3 separate regions of the Sus scrofa genome follow, and all the other regions are linked to region 3. Evidence: chromatin contacts called from public Hi-C data. All regions are on one chromosome and are shown on one strand. Each heading gives the region's core, a stretch centred on a gene start, on an enhancer-like site or on the middle of the called end of the contact. The rest is flanking DNA. Distances are from core to core; before and after follow the strand shown.

Region 1 (4,226 bases), core at 520-3,019, 160 kb before region 3:
GTAACAGGCGCCCGGCTAGGTGTGGAGCAGGCAGCAGGGGACAAACCAGAAAAGGCCCTTCCAGAAGAGCTCTGCCAGCGCCCAGGGGGCAGCGGAAAGGGACCAGGAGACACGGCTCAAATGCAGGTGCTACTGTTACCAGCAACGCTGCCGCACTTGAGCCTCAACCCAGGACGGCCGTAGCTGCGCAGAGGCGCCCACCACAGCCCCAGCCAAGGCGCACCGCCCACTCTGCGGAAAAGGTGCGGGTGGGTCAGGCTGAAGCACCCGGGCCCTGGCGACCGCCGGCAGAGACCCCCGACTCCACCCATTGCTCCCATCCCCCACGTGACCAGGATTTCTACGTCCTGCTCCCATCCCCCGCCCGTGCGGCGACCCCACATCCGGAACAACCTTTGACTCAGCCCTTCCCCCACGACTCGACGCCTGGACTTAAATTCATGCTCCCATCCCCTACCTGGACCCCGACTCAGAACGAGAGTCCGGCTCCGGCCGAGCCCCTCCTCACAAATCGGATCCCCACGCGGACTCCGCACCACAAGGCAGGTGGGGGCCACACCCGGCTCCCGGTCTCCCCTCCCCTGCTTGGACCTCTAAACCCCGGCGATCCGACCCCGACGCAGAGCCACAAGGCGGACCCGCGACGCAGACCTGACGCCGGCCTCGGGGACCCGACCCTCCGGGCCGCCACGCGGATCCATGACAAGGACCCGGCCCCGACCCTCTGGCGCTCGACCTGGAACGCAGACCCGCTACACAGACCGGACCCAGGACTCGGGGCCCCGACCCTCAAGCTGCAACGCGGACCCCCAACACCGATGCGATCCCCGCCTCGGGGCCCCGACCCTAAAGCCCTCGACCCGGGACACGGACGGGAGCCCGGACTCCGGGGCTCCAACCCTCAACCTGCAACACAGACCCACAACAAGGACCCGAACACCGACCCGACCCCGAACTCCGGATCCCGACCCTCAACCCAGGATGCGGGCCCGCAACACAGACCGGACCCCGGACTCCGGAGCTCTGGATCCTCCACCCAAGACGCAGACCCGACCCCGGACTCAGGGCCCCAAGCCTCTGGCCCTCGACCCGCAATGCGGACCCGACCCCGCACTCCTGATCCCGACCGTCAACCCGCGACGTGGACCCACAACATAGACCTGAGCCCAGACTCGGGGCCGTGACCCTCCGGCCCTCGACCGGCACGCAGACCCACAACACGGACCCGAACACGGACGCGGGGCCCAGACCCCTGGCTCGCGACGCGGACCCAAGCAGCTGACCGCGGCGATCCCACCACCCGCCTGCCACATGTGGAGCTCACCTCCGCTCAGCAGCGAGCGCCCGTCCCTGCGCCGCCGGGTGCGACCGCGTCCGGAGTTCGGGGGGCCCCTGAGCCGCGCGCGGCACTGAGTTGACCGCGGTGGTGAGCGCAACGCTGCACTGAGTTGGCCGCGGATGTGAGCGAAGCGCGGCACTGAGTTGGCCGCGGACGTGAGCGAAGCGCGGCACTGAGTGGGCCGCGGCCGTGAGCAAAGCGCGGCACTGAGGAGCGCGGCCCGAGCTGAGCTCAGCCTGCGGAGCGCGGCACCGAGGAGACCACGGAGCGCGCAGCCGGCGCGTACCAGGTGCAGCGATCGACTGCGGAGTGGCCGCGGTGGCGCCCGACCCAGGTTGACGTGGCGGCCATCCAGCCACTGATTGGATGGCCTGCGGGTGGGCGTGCCACGGGCCGCCGCGTGGATTGGCTGGGGGCGGAAAGCGGTGTGCCGCGCTGTGCCATTGGCCGAGAGCGCTGATGCTGATGCCACCTGGGTTCACATTGGCCGGACTAGCCCTGCTCCACGTGCCGCGCCCCGCCCGGCCCTCCCAGCTCCAGGGCTGCGCCACCCCCACCGCAGCGCTCCCAGCCGCCGCCCTCCCGCTCAGGTCCCGTCACGGTCCGGGGCGCGCTGCGCTCCTAGGTTTCCCTTCCGTGCAACGCTGCGCACCACAAGGTGACCCCGCGCAACATCTGTGGCCCTCCACAGGCTCTTCCCTGGACCGCTGCACCTCCCGCAGGGGCTCTGCTCCTCAGTCTTCAGGAGACCCTGAGAGGAAGGTGCCGCGACTTGCCCAGGTCGCTCTGTGGGAGTTGGCAGGGGTGGGGTGGCCCGTGTGGGCGGCCCTCCGCCTGGACCCTGGCGGCTGTGTCTGCGACACCCTGCCCTCCTTTCTCCCCCTCGCCTGGATCCCAGGCCCTTCCTCTGTCTCTTGACTGTCTTCCCTGATAACCATCTGTCTACCCATCTCTGCACCCATCACCTGTCCACCCTCCATCCACCCACCCACCCTTCCTCCCTTCCATCCATCCATCCACCCACCCACCCTTCCTCCCTCCATCCATCCATCCACCCACCCACCCTTCCTCCCTCCCGTCCATCCACTTCTCCACCCACCCGCCCTTCCGTCCATCCATCCATCTCCCCATCCGTCCATCTCTCCCTCTCACTGAGCTCCTCCTATGTGCCAGCAGTGCCGTAAACAGCAGTCAGAAACCCTGCCCTCAGGGAGCTCTTGCTCCACTGAGATTTTATCAGCAAGTCTGGAGCGGTTTGGACCTCTCATTCGAATTGAAAACATAGTTTTGGAGCGTGGAACTCTCGGTATGTTCTCAGAAGTTGTTACCCCTGGCCCTCGAAGTTGGTACCCCATGTTACCCCGCACGCAACAAGGCCACTCATCTCCACTGCTTTGCCTGAAATACATGTCTCCAAGGAGCCAAGACTCTCTCCAGCAGTGACTGAGTCTGTTTTGTGTGGTTCAGCCCAGAAGAGAAAGGGAAGGTGGTATCTTTTCACGTGTCAACACCTTGCTCTCCGAGCTTCGGAAACTACCCAGATTGGCCATCTCCCTGTCCACTGCCCAGCCCATCAGAGGACCAGGCGACAAGCTGATTCAGGGGCCCATCTGCCCTCACCACCTGGCTGGGGGTTTTCTGGCATCTGCCTGTCCTGGAGGCAGTTGTAACCAGTACCAAGGGCTCCTGGCCCTTAGGAGGGTCCCATACTTAGGATTTAATGCACTTTTGTCACCAGCTTGAAATTCTTAACAGTTTTGTCTTCGACTTCATGTTTTTCTGTTTGGTTGGTTGTCTGTCTGTTTCTTGGAGGGTTAAGTTTTATTTGGGGCAAACTTTGGACTTAAGCCCGGGAGACAGCATCTCAGGTAGCCCTGAGAATCTGCTCCCTGAACACACGGTTTACAAGCGAAGTCTGACGGGACAGTGGCGTGTGCTCCAGAGGCTTGGGGCCTTGGCTCACAAGCCATGGCACCCCCTCTCTGCCCGCTCCAGACAGGTTCTCCTGCCTCCTCTGCCTGCCCAGACCCCTCTCCCCGGCTTACAACCCGCCACGCCAACACCTCTTCTTGCAAGATGGAGGTGATGCTGCTCGCCTCAGAAGCTGAGGCAAGGACAGGGGACATTTGGGAACGCGTTGCGGGGTCGCAGGTCTGACACGGCCTCGGGCACTGCCCTGGCTCTTGCTGCTTTGGGCACGTGGGGTGCTGCTCAGACCTTGCCCCCTCCCCCCCGGTGGCCTCCCCAGTCCCGCTGTGGGAGACAGGAACCCATCCCCGGACACCCTGGGCCATGTCTGTTTCCACCTCCCCCCCAGGACATCAGGGGAGCAGGAGCCCCAGGACTTCAGAGCAGTTCCACAGATTTCAAAAGAACAGAAATCCCTGTCTGTGTGGGGTTTACATTCCAGTAGGAAAGACAGACCAGAAATTCCCCAAGTGCTCTGGACATTGTCCTTTGTCAGAGCCACGGATCCCTCGGTGGCTTCTGTTAGCTGCGGCCCGGGAAGCACCACGGCCCACCCCTCTCGTCCTCACCCGCGAATGCCAGCTTTTCCCCAGCCTTTTGACTGGGGGTTTGCCTTTAATCCAAGGATGTGGAGCATGGGATGCAAAGCCCTCTAAACAGCCCACTTCAAAGAGTGACCACCTCCCGGTAAAGAGAAAAAGGATATGCTGATCAGAATTTCGTCTTGAAAACTAGTTTTTAATTGCAGCAGAGTTGACTTAGAACGTTGTGTTAGTTTCTGGTGCACACAAAACTGATTCTGGTGTGCGTGTGTGTGTGTGTGTTCAGATTCTTGTCCCTTCTAGTGTATGAGAGGCTGTTGAATGTAGTTCCCTGTGCGGGACAGTGGGACCTGGTTGGTTACCTGTTTTATGTACAC
Region 2 (4,090 bases), core at 54-2,553, 140 kb before region 3:
GCCTGGCAGAGGGACACCGCCCCACAGCCCCAGAACCAGGGCCAGATTTGCCCCCCCAGAGGCTCAGGAAGAGCACCTGGGTGCCCTCTCGTCAGCTTCCAGCAGATGTCGTACCCCTTAAAGGCGGGCAGGATGCCTTCGCCCAGGGCCTTGGGCTCCCCTGGGTCTGTCCCACGGGTGGAGGGATGGCTGCGGACACTGGGCTCAGGCCGTCCGTGCCTGGCGCCCCATCCCCAAGGGTCTAAAAACCTGAGTTGTCTTTAAACCTCCCGGCAGGAAGGCCCGAGCCTGCCTTCTGCTGCCCCGTCTAGTTTACGCCCGATTCTGAGGTTCCGTGGTGACCACTTCCGCCCGAGGCGGCCGAGGCAGGGTCCACTCTGGGCTCCGGGGCGCCAGCCCAGGGACAGTGGGGTTCCTGAGCAGCGGAGGCCTCCAAATCTCCGTGTCTGAGAAGTCAGGGGGCCGCTTGGGGGGCGCGAGGGCCTCCGGGGCAGGCACCCCAGATCCGAATCTCAGCCAAAACCTGTCCGAGGTTCCGTTTCCTTATCTGCGGACCGGAGATGGAGCCCTGTGTGGGGGCAGGACTCCACAGAAAGCAGACACACTGCGGGATTATCCATGAGGGCGGGGTGCTGGGAACCCTGGGGCCTCCGGCAGGAATCTGGGGCTAATGTCCTCGCCTGCGCAGAGCCTACCCTGACTCAGAGGATGGAGGGAGGGGGAGGGTCCTGGAGCCCTGGGGAGCAAAGGCCAAGTGAACAGTTTACCTTGAGGGGAGGAGCGGGGACCCAAGATGGGGTGGGGGGTGGTCACGGGCAGCAGGGAGGCCCAGACCCGAACCGGAAGGCTCCAGAAAGGAGCCTGGAATGTAACCCGCAGAGACCAGGCTCCAGGGCAGAGCGGGCCCGTGGACGGGGCTGTGGGGACTGGAAGGGTGAGCGGGCAGCATCCAGGATTCAAGGACACGTCCATGGGAAACGCACGTGGCTGACCCGGGCCCCTGCTTTGCTCACTCTGTGATGGGGTGGAGACATAGGCGGGCGATCCTTCCTCTGGGGAGCCGGGGGGGGCGGCGGTGGGGGACCCCTGCCCTCATTGGGCGCCCTCCCTACGCCTGGCCCCCTCCTTGTCCCTCCGTCCTGTCCAGCCCAGGGCCTCCGCAGGTCTCACGGTGGCCTGCCCGCCCCTCCCCAGGCAGGCCTCTCCTCTCTTGCCTCCTCGGCCCCCCACCCCCACTCTGGCTCTGCCTGTGGCTCCTCCCAGCCCTTCCTGTGGCCCCAGGTCCATTACCAGCTCAGCTCAGACAGCAGCAGGCTGGGGTCGGGTGGGGGGAGGGGAGCTGTCGTTTCTGCCCATCAGGGTCCAGGCCACTTCCTCCTGGAGCTTCCAAAACCACCCGAGGAAGCCCGTCCACACAGCGGGGCCTTGGGGAGGACAAGGGCAGGGGCCGGGGGCCTGGTCCTCGCAGAGGCTGGCCCAGGGAGACAGGGATGGCCCCTATGGTCCCTGGGGGCTTGGGCTGGGGGAGGGGTGTCCCAGGAGGCCCCACCAGGGCCAGTGGCAGACCGGCTCTGGCCTCAGGGCCTCGGCAGCCCCCAGCCCCTCCATGGCTCCCCACGCCCTCGACAGCCCAGAGGACCAGCCTCGGTGGATGCTGTTGAGCCACCAGAAACTTAATCTATTATTACACAGAAACTTCTGTGAAGTCAGGGGTTTGAACTCCCCAGAAGTGTTTGCCTGATTTGGGGCCGATAGCGGGTGATTAATGCTGGTGATAAGGTGTTGATTGGTTCTGGGAGCTGCTGCAGACACAGCGGCTGTTGTGCACGACGCTGGCAACTGTGCCGGCCAGAACAATGGCCCGTTTATCCACCGCCGCGCCCGCCGCCCGCTCGCTCTGGACACAGGCACAAAGGGCGCTGGGGCCAGGGACCCCTAAGCCGGGCCTCCCTCGAGGGCAGACCCCGGGGCCAGCCCTGTCCCGCCGGAATCTGCCCCTCGCACTCCTCCCAGGAGTGTCCCAACAGGGTGGAGCCACAGGGCTGGGGACAACATTCTTGGGCCTCGGTAGCTATACCTGTGAAATGGGGCCATAACGTCCCCGCCCCGAGCTGCAGGGCTGCTGGCAATTAAATTAGATCAAATACCCCGGTCCTCACGGAGGGACACGCGTGCTTTGTTTGACAAACGGGGACACCTGCTCCAGGTGCAGGGCTGGCGCTGCAGAGTCTATACAGATTGATAGGACTTTGACACGAAATTGACACAAATCAGCAAGAATGGATACAAAACTGAGAACCTGACACATCCTGGAAGGGCCGATGTTCCACCAGGAGCTATGGACAGTCATCAGATACAAAGGGAAATGTATTTAGCGCTTCAGTTTTTATTGAGAAGCAAGGAAAAAGCCAGGGCTGGGCGGTGGATGGGGCCTGTCCCTATCGAGGCGGGGGCGTGCTAAGGGAGGGGGGCCGACGTAGCCGGGACTCTGGGTGTCGCCCGAGGGTGCTGCTATTGGCTCTGAGGTCGTCCCCGGCCCAGCCTAGATGGTGGCAGGGTCGCCAGCTGCAGAGGGGGATGGGCTGCCGAGGGGCAGGGGCGAGGCTGGGAGAGCTGGGCGGAGGCTGCTGGGCCCCGAGGGCGGGCGGAGGCGGGGCAGTGGGGAGGGTGGCAGGTTCCCCGCCGGTTAGAGAGGCGGCGGCTTTCGCGTCTTCGAGCTGCTGTAACACATTCCCGCAAACCTTAGTGGAGTTAAACAAAGATAAATGTATCATCGCACAGGTCTTGAGGTCGGACGTCCAAAACGGATCTCAGAGGCTGAAAATTAAGGTGCCGGTCGGGCCGGGCTGTTTCTTCCAGAGGCTCTGAGGGAGAGTCTTGTCTGTGCTTTTGCCAGCTCCTGGGGCGCCCAGACTCCCAGGCTCGGGGCCACCTTCCTTGCAGCTCCCTGACTTTGCTTCGGCCTCTCTTCCCAGAGGGTGCCTTGTAGGAGCTGGAAGGGGAGCAGGACGGCTCGCAGGGTGGCGGGGCTGGCCACACGGGGCCTGGGAGGTTGACCCTGTCCCCAGGCAGCGGGTGCTGCCCAGCGGGCTTGGGTGGCCACAGCTGCTCCCGTCCTGGCATCACTGCAGAGGCAGACTCGGAGCTGGGGAGGGCAGCCATCGTGTCTTGAATGGGAAGCTCAAGGGAAAGGGAGCTGCGGACAGGAGCCCGGCCGGTGGGCCCCAGTTGCCCTGGCAGGATCTGCCCAAAGGAGCAGAGCCCTGGCCTTGGTGCTTCGCTGCTCCAGCCACTGAGCTTAAAGGAAAAGGAGAGAGGCCTTGTCACCATTTGTTCTAAGCCACCTCCTACCTCTGGCCATGCTGAAGGCAGCCTCTGGGGCCCTGGGCCTGGCGGGAGGAGGTGGGGCTGGCCAGGTGTGTCGTCCCCCCCCCAACCCCGGCTGTTCCCAGCAGGGGAGCCACCCCACTACCACCCAGGCTGCCCCCTCCAGGGACAGCTCTTAGCTCCCCGATTTGAGGTCTGCTGGGCTCCTGGCGACCTGACTCAGGTTTGCAGGGTGCACCACTGCCCCTGCTCCCGCTGTCACATGGGGAGACCAGTACCACGATGGCCTCGTCCCACGGTCGGAATGCCGGCCCCTCGGGAATTCAGGCCCTGGTGAGTCTGGCACATTCCAGCTGTGTGTCAGCGAGAAAGTCCCAGGAAAGGGCGCCAAGGCCACAAGCCACCCACCACCGCGCCCACCTCGCTCTGGGCACAGCACAAGGATGCCAGCCAGGCTCTCCCCGTCGGGCGGGTGGACTTCATTCCTTGTCCCATGTCCCCCTCTCAGCTCCAGGCAAGCCCCTCAGGTTCTACCTTGTGATCTCAGATGGGACCTCACTGCTGCCACATGCGGCCCATCTTCCCCGGGGACCGTGCAGCACAGAGGAGAGGCAGAAAGCAGCCCAGGGAGGCACAGGTTGGGGTGCCGTGGTGGTGGGGGGTTCCGTCCAGCCACCCTGACACTCTGCTGTCCAGGAGGCCACCGATGGCACCCTCTCTTCAGAAGCTGCTAGAAGCTGAGGCCATCTCTGTCCACCTCTCA
Region 3 (4,128 bases), core at 1,101-3,600:
AGTATAACTTTAAAAACTTTTTGTACAAATATACATGTTTTTTTCTTTTTTCCTTTTTTTTGTTTTTCTTTTTTTTTCTTTTTTTTTTGCACTGAGTTTCAGCAGAGATTAAACATTTTATATAAATGACTCTTAAAGCTTTACACCTTGGGACCAGTGTACTCCTCGTGCAGAATACATTTAGATATAAAAGACGTTATTAATACATTGCACAGTTTTCAAACTTTAAACAAAACCGAACGCTGCTCCGTGGCAGCTGCCGCCGGTTGCTGCTACGTGGACGGTCCCAGCCGAGGCCCAGCGCTCCTCTCCTGTCCGCTGCCCAGCGGGCTCCCTCGGGGCTCTTTGGGCGCGAGGCTGCGGGAGAGAGGTGCGGTGAGCCAGGAGAGGAGACAGAGCGGCCGCGAGGGCGCCGCGGGGCGGCCCCTCCCCGCCCGCGCGCCCGGGCCGCCGCACTCACCTCTCATCGCAGCCGCTTGCGCGGGGTTTGCTCAGCCGAGCCGACGGCTGGAGCGGCGCCAGGCGCGGCGCATCCCGCGGGAACCTCGTTCGACGCCTTGGCCTCGGGCGCGGGTCTCTTGCGCTTGGCGAAGAAATCTGCGGGCGACAGCGCGCGCAGCGGGTCAGGGCGGGGCCGGCCGGGGAGCCCAAGAGGGGGCCGGGAGGGGGCGCGGGCGGCAGGCCGGCCGAGGTGGGGGCGCCGTCCCCGCCCGCGCCGAGGTCCGCGGCGGGTCAGCTTTGTTTACGTCGCCGCGCAATGTGCTGTGTAAGCATTTCCCCTTGTCCCGCGGCCAAGACCCCCGGGGCTACCGCCGCTCTTAACCCCCTCCGCGCCGCGATCGCCGCGCCCGGCCGCGCCCGGGGAGGGGCGCCAGCGGCCGGGGCGACGGTCGCGCTCCGAGGGGGCCAGAGCGCGCCCTCCCATCCCTCCCCCGTGAGCCTTTCGAGAGCACAACAGGGTGGGGACCGGGTGCGGGCGCAGCCGCGCCCCGCGCGCTGCGGGCCCTTTAATGCCACGGAGGAGGCGGGGACCAAGTGAGGCCCCCGAGGGCCGAGGAGCCCGGCCGGCCGGACAAAGCAGGGCCGGGCCGGGCCGGGCCGGGGCGGGGCTGCGCGGGACTCACCGGAGATGAGAGGCCCGGACAGCTTCTTGATCGCGGCGCCTCCGGCGGCGGCAGTGGTGGCAGCGGCGGCGGCGGCGGCAGTGGCGGCGGCGGCGGCGGCGGCGGCAGCGGTGTTGGCAGTGGCGGCAGTGCCCGGCGCGGGGCGCCCCGAAATCCCTGAGTGCGGCGGCTCGGCTAGGGGCTCCTGGCTGCGCGGCGGCGAGACCGCCTCCTGCTCAGCGCTCTCCTGCGGCGCCGGGGCCGGGGCCGGGGCGGGCGCGACGGCGGGGCCGCTGGACGGCGGCTCCGGCGCCTCCCCGAGGCCGTCGAGGGACTCATCGGCCGGCGGCCCGGGGGGCGGGCTATCGCTCGCGCCGTCCGGGCGCGGACGAGGCGCCAGGAGCAGGCGACAGCGCCCCACCTGCACCGTCTCGCGGTAGAAGGCGGGCACGGAGTCGCTGTCCACCTCGGTCCACTGCAGGCGCCCGGGGCCCCGCAGTGGCACGTCCTGCTGGAAGTTGTAGTCCCAGCGACGCTGGTCCTCGGCGCTCAGCTCAGCCAGACGGATCTGCAGCTCACGACTCAGCTCCTCGTGGTCCACCGGCCCGAAGAGGCTGCGGCAGGCGCTGGTGCGCGCGAACAGGGGAAAGGTGCGGCGGGCGACGAGGCGCTCCATTGCCAACACGCTGCGGAGACACACGTCGGACAAGTCCGAGGGCTGCGCGGGCCGGGCGGCGGGAGAGGAGGAGAGAGGAAAAGGAGGAAGAGGAGAGGAAAGGAGGGCGGAGGCCGGGAGCAAGTGAGACCCCGAGTAGCCGGAGTCTGCATTTGCAAAGGGACGCAGCGGGAGGGCGGCGCGGCGGCTACCTGGCTGTCGGGCCGTGGACTGCTCCTGAGTCTCGTTCGCTGTGTCGTCCGGCCGGCGGCCGCGCCCCCTCAGTGCCTGTCCTCGCTCGCTAGGCTGGCTCTGGCCTGGCTGGCACCCACCGAGCGCAGAGCACTTGGCCTGTGGAACGCCCAGTCCTCGCGCGCCCCTTTATACGCGAGGGTCCCACCCCCCCACCCTCCGGGCGCGGGCCCCGCTGCTATTAGCATAATGTAGTATTTTCAGTTTCAACAACACCGCGGCGATTGGCGGGCGCCGCGCTCCCCCCGCCCCTCTGGCGGCCCGGCCCCCGCCCGCCGCCCATTGGCCCTTTGCACACACCCACCCGAGGGCGGGGCGGGGCGCGAGGGCCGATTGGCGGGGCGCGGGGCGCGCGCAGTGGCGGGGAGGGGGCGGGGCGCGGGGCGGAGCCCGAGTTAAAGGGCGCTGCGGGCGGTAACGTGACACCGCGGCGCCCCGCCCCCTCGCCCCATTCCCCCACCCCCCCGCGCTCCCGCCCCACGCCGGCTCCTTTGTCTGCAGGCGGGGGCTGCTGGGCTGCGGTGGCGCGGGCGCCCCCCTTCGGCCGGAGGGAGCGCTCTCCCCGGCTTGCGGCGACAGCCGCTCGCAGGACCGGCATCCGGCCTGGCCCCGCTCGCCGCCCGAGGGGCTCCCAGTCCCGCCGCTCCCGCTCGCCCTTTCGGGCCTCCCGCGCCAGCTGACGAGCCTCTAACCCGCCGCGGCCAGCTCGTCCTTGGCTGGAGCTAGATGGGGTCTTCGGCTGCCCCCGCGCGACCTGTTGCGCGGGAGGCTTATGTCCCTGGAAGGGTTCCGCGCACCTGGAGCCCTGACACACCTGCTGGCCCTAAGGTCCACGCGCGGGGAGAGGAGATTGGGGGACCAGGGGGCGGGAGGCTCTGTAACGCTCTTTCTCCAAGAGCGAAGCCGCGGGCCCATCGAGACCGGCTCTTCATCGCCTGGAGCCAGGTCTGTTAGTTCTTGGGGGCTGCCCTCCCTGCCCGGCAGATGGACACCTGGCTTTGCCCTCCTGAGCTATGCCCACCATGCCACTGCGTCGGTGCTCAGCCACCTCACGCCTGGGCCAGGCTGCAGCCACACCAGGCTGCCCAGGCTGGCCTGCTGGACGCTCTTGTGCTGGATGGTATTGGACGGGGCACTGGAGGCTTCTACACAGGGGTGGGCCTGGCCCGGCCTGCCTGGGGCCCTGACTGAGTATTGCTGATCCTCTGGCCCAGCCTTATCCCTTGTCACACAGGAACTACCCCCGCCCCCGCCGAGGGGTTGGGGGGCAGTGGTGGGCAGGCACCCAGACAGCCCTGCTTCAGCTGCTTCCAGGGGCGGTACCTCTCTTCGACCTCCGGGACGGCTAGCACCCTCTCGGTTGGGCCCTGTAGTCATTGTTGGTTGGGAAAGTACGCCCCTAAGAATGCGTGACAGGGCATGCAAGCCAGTGGGCTCTGCCATAGTGCCAGGGAGAGAGGCCAGCCCAGAAAGGGGAGGCCCTGCCAGGCAGGGCCCATGACCCACTCTCCTGCTCCTTGGTAGGCCCCTGACCCTCCCCCGTGGCCATCCCTACTGGGAGAGGCCACAGGAGACCATTAGTTTCTGCTGATTTCCCCTGGGCTCAGCCTGCCCAGGCAGGAAGGGGGACAGCCGAGCAGCGGCTGGTGGGCCCACCGGAGCCCTGAGCTCTCAGCCCTGTCCCAGGTGAGCCTGTGACCTCGGTGAGAGAGGCAGGTAAGGCGACTGGACCTCCACCTGCCTGCCTCCCCCAAAGGCTCAGGGGGGTGCCAGGATACTGCAGGGCTGGCGCTCCGTGATAGCATGCAGATGTGTCCTGGAGGGGGATCAGGAGAGGCAAGCTTTAAGGTGAGGCGGGGGACAGGGCAGGGAAGCAGTCCGGATAAGACAGGGCAGGTGGCCCGCGCTCAGCTCTTCATAGCAGGACCGAAGCTGACCATTCGTGTTGGCGTCTTTATTCTGGTTTGTACACTGCATTGCAACTTTCCCACAGCAAGTACAGATGCTCCAATATTTTTATTTTCGGGAAAACAAGATGACAAGGGCTCCCCTGGCCCCTCGGACCCCTTGGGTGGAGCCCATCTCATCTGGCCTGGGCTCAGGAGGCAGGACCTCATC

The links. A called contact is a pair of places that touch in the nucleus more often than the background predicts.
Region 1: a contact with region 3 is called in a Hi-C map of undifferentiated spermatogonia, with 2.4 times the contacts expected there. The contact joins the enhancer-like site here to the promoter of CDKN1C in region 3. A contact is called at or near these places in 8 of 47 Hi-C or Micro-C datasets (alveolar macrophages, epiblast stem cells, fetal skeletal muscle and 5 more) and 1 of 2 datasets of contacts at active chromatin or transcription factors (skeletal muscle).
Region 2: a contact with region 3 is called in a Hi-C map of epiblast stem cells, with 1.8 times the contacts expected there. The contact joins the enhancer-like site here to the promoter of CDKN1C in region 3. A contact is called at or near these places in 4 of 47 Hi-C or Micro-C datasets (embryonic fibroblasts, epiblast stem cells, fetal liver and 1 more).

What each region holds. Positions count from the first base shown.
Region 1 is chr2:1,858,097-1,862,322 of Sscrofa11.1, forward strand. All of the region lies in intron 11 of KCNQ1 (potassium voltage-gated channel subfamily KQT member 1), which reads left to right. Among named protein-coding and RNA genes, the nearest start is that of CDKN1C, 160 kb to the right of the region's middle. Within about 2 kb of position 1,770, at least 34 of the 83 cell types and tissues checked have an H3K27ac peak or open chromatin away from gene starts, as enhancers often do. A contact at or near this core is called in retroperitoneal adipose tissue and undifferentiated spermatogonia, where this site is marked.
Region 2 is chr2:1,883,823-1,887,912 of Sscrofa11.1, forward strand. The region is part of intron 11 of KCNQ1 (potassium voltage-gated channel subfamily KQT member 1); the gene reads left to right. Among named protein-coding and RNA genes, the nearest start is that of CDKN1C, 140 kb to the right of the region's middle. Within about 2 kb of position 1,304, at least 12 of the 83 cell types and tissues checked have an H3K27ac peak or open chromatin away from gene starts, as enhancers often do. A contact at or near this core is called in epiblast stem cells and fetal liver, where this site is marked.
Region 3 is chr2:2,019,742-2,023,869 of Sscrofa11.1, forward strand. CDKN1C (cyclin-dependent kinase inhibitor 1C) reads right to left here and starts at 2,351. Exons shown (of 4, transcript XM_021082622.1): 1 at 1,971-2,351; 2 at 1,125-1,789; 3 at 461-597; 4 at 1-357. The coding sequence starts at 1,779. The coding sequence ends at 464.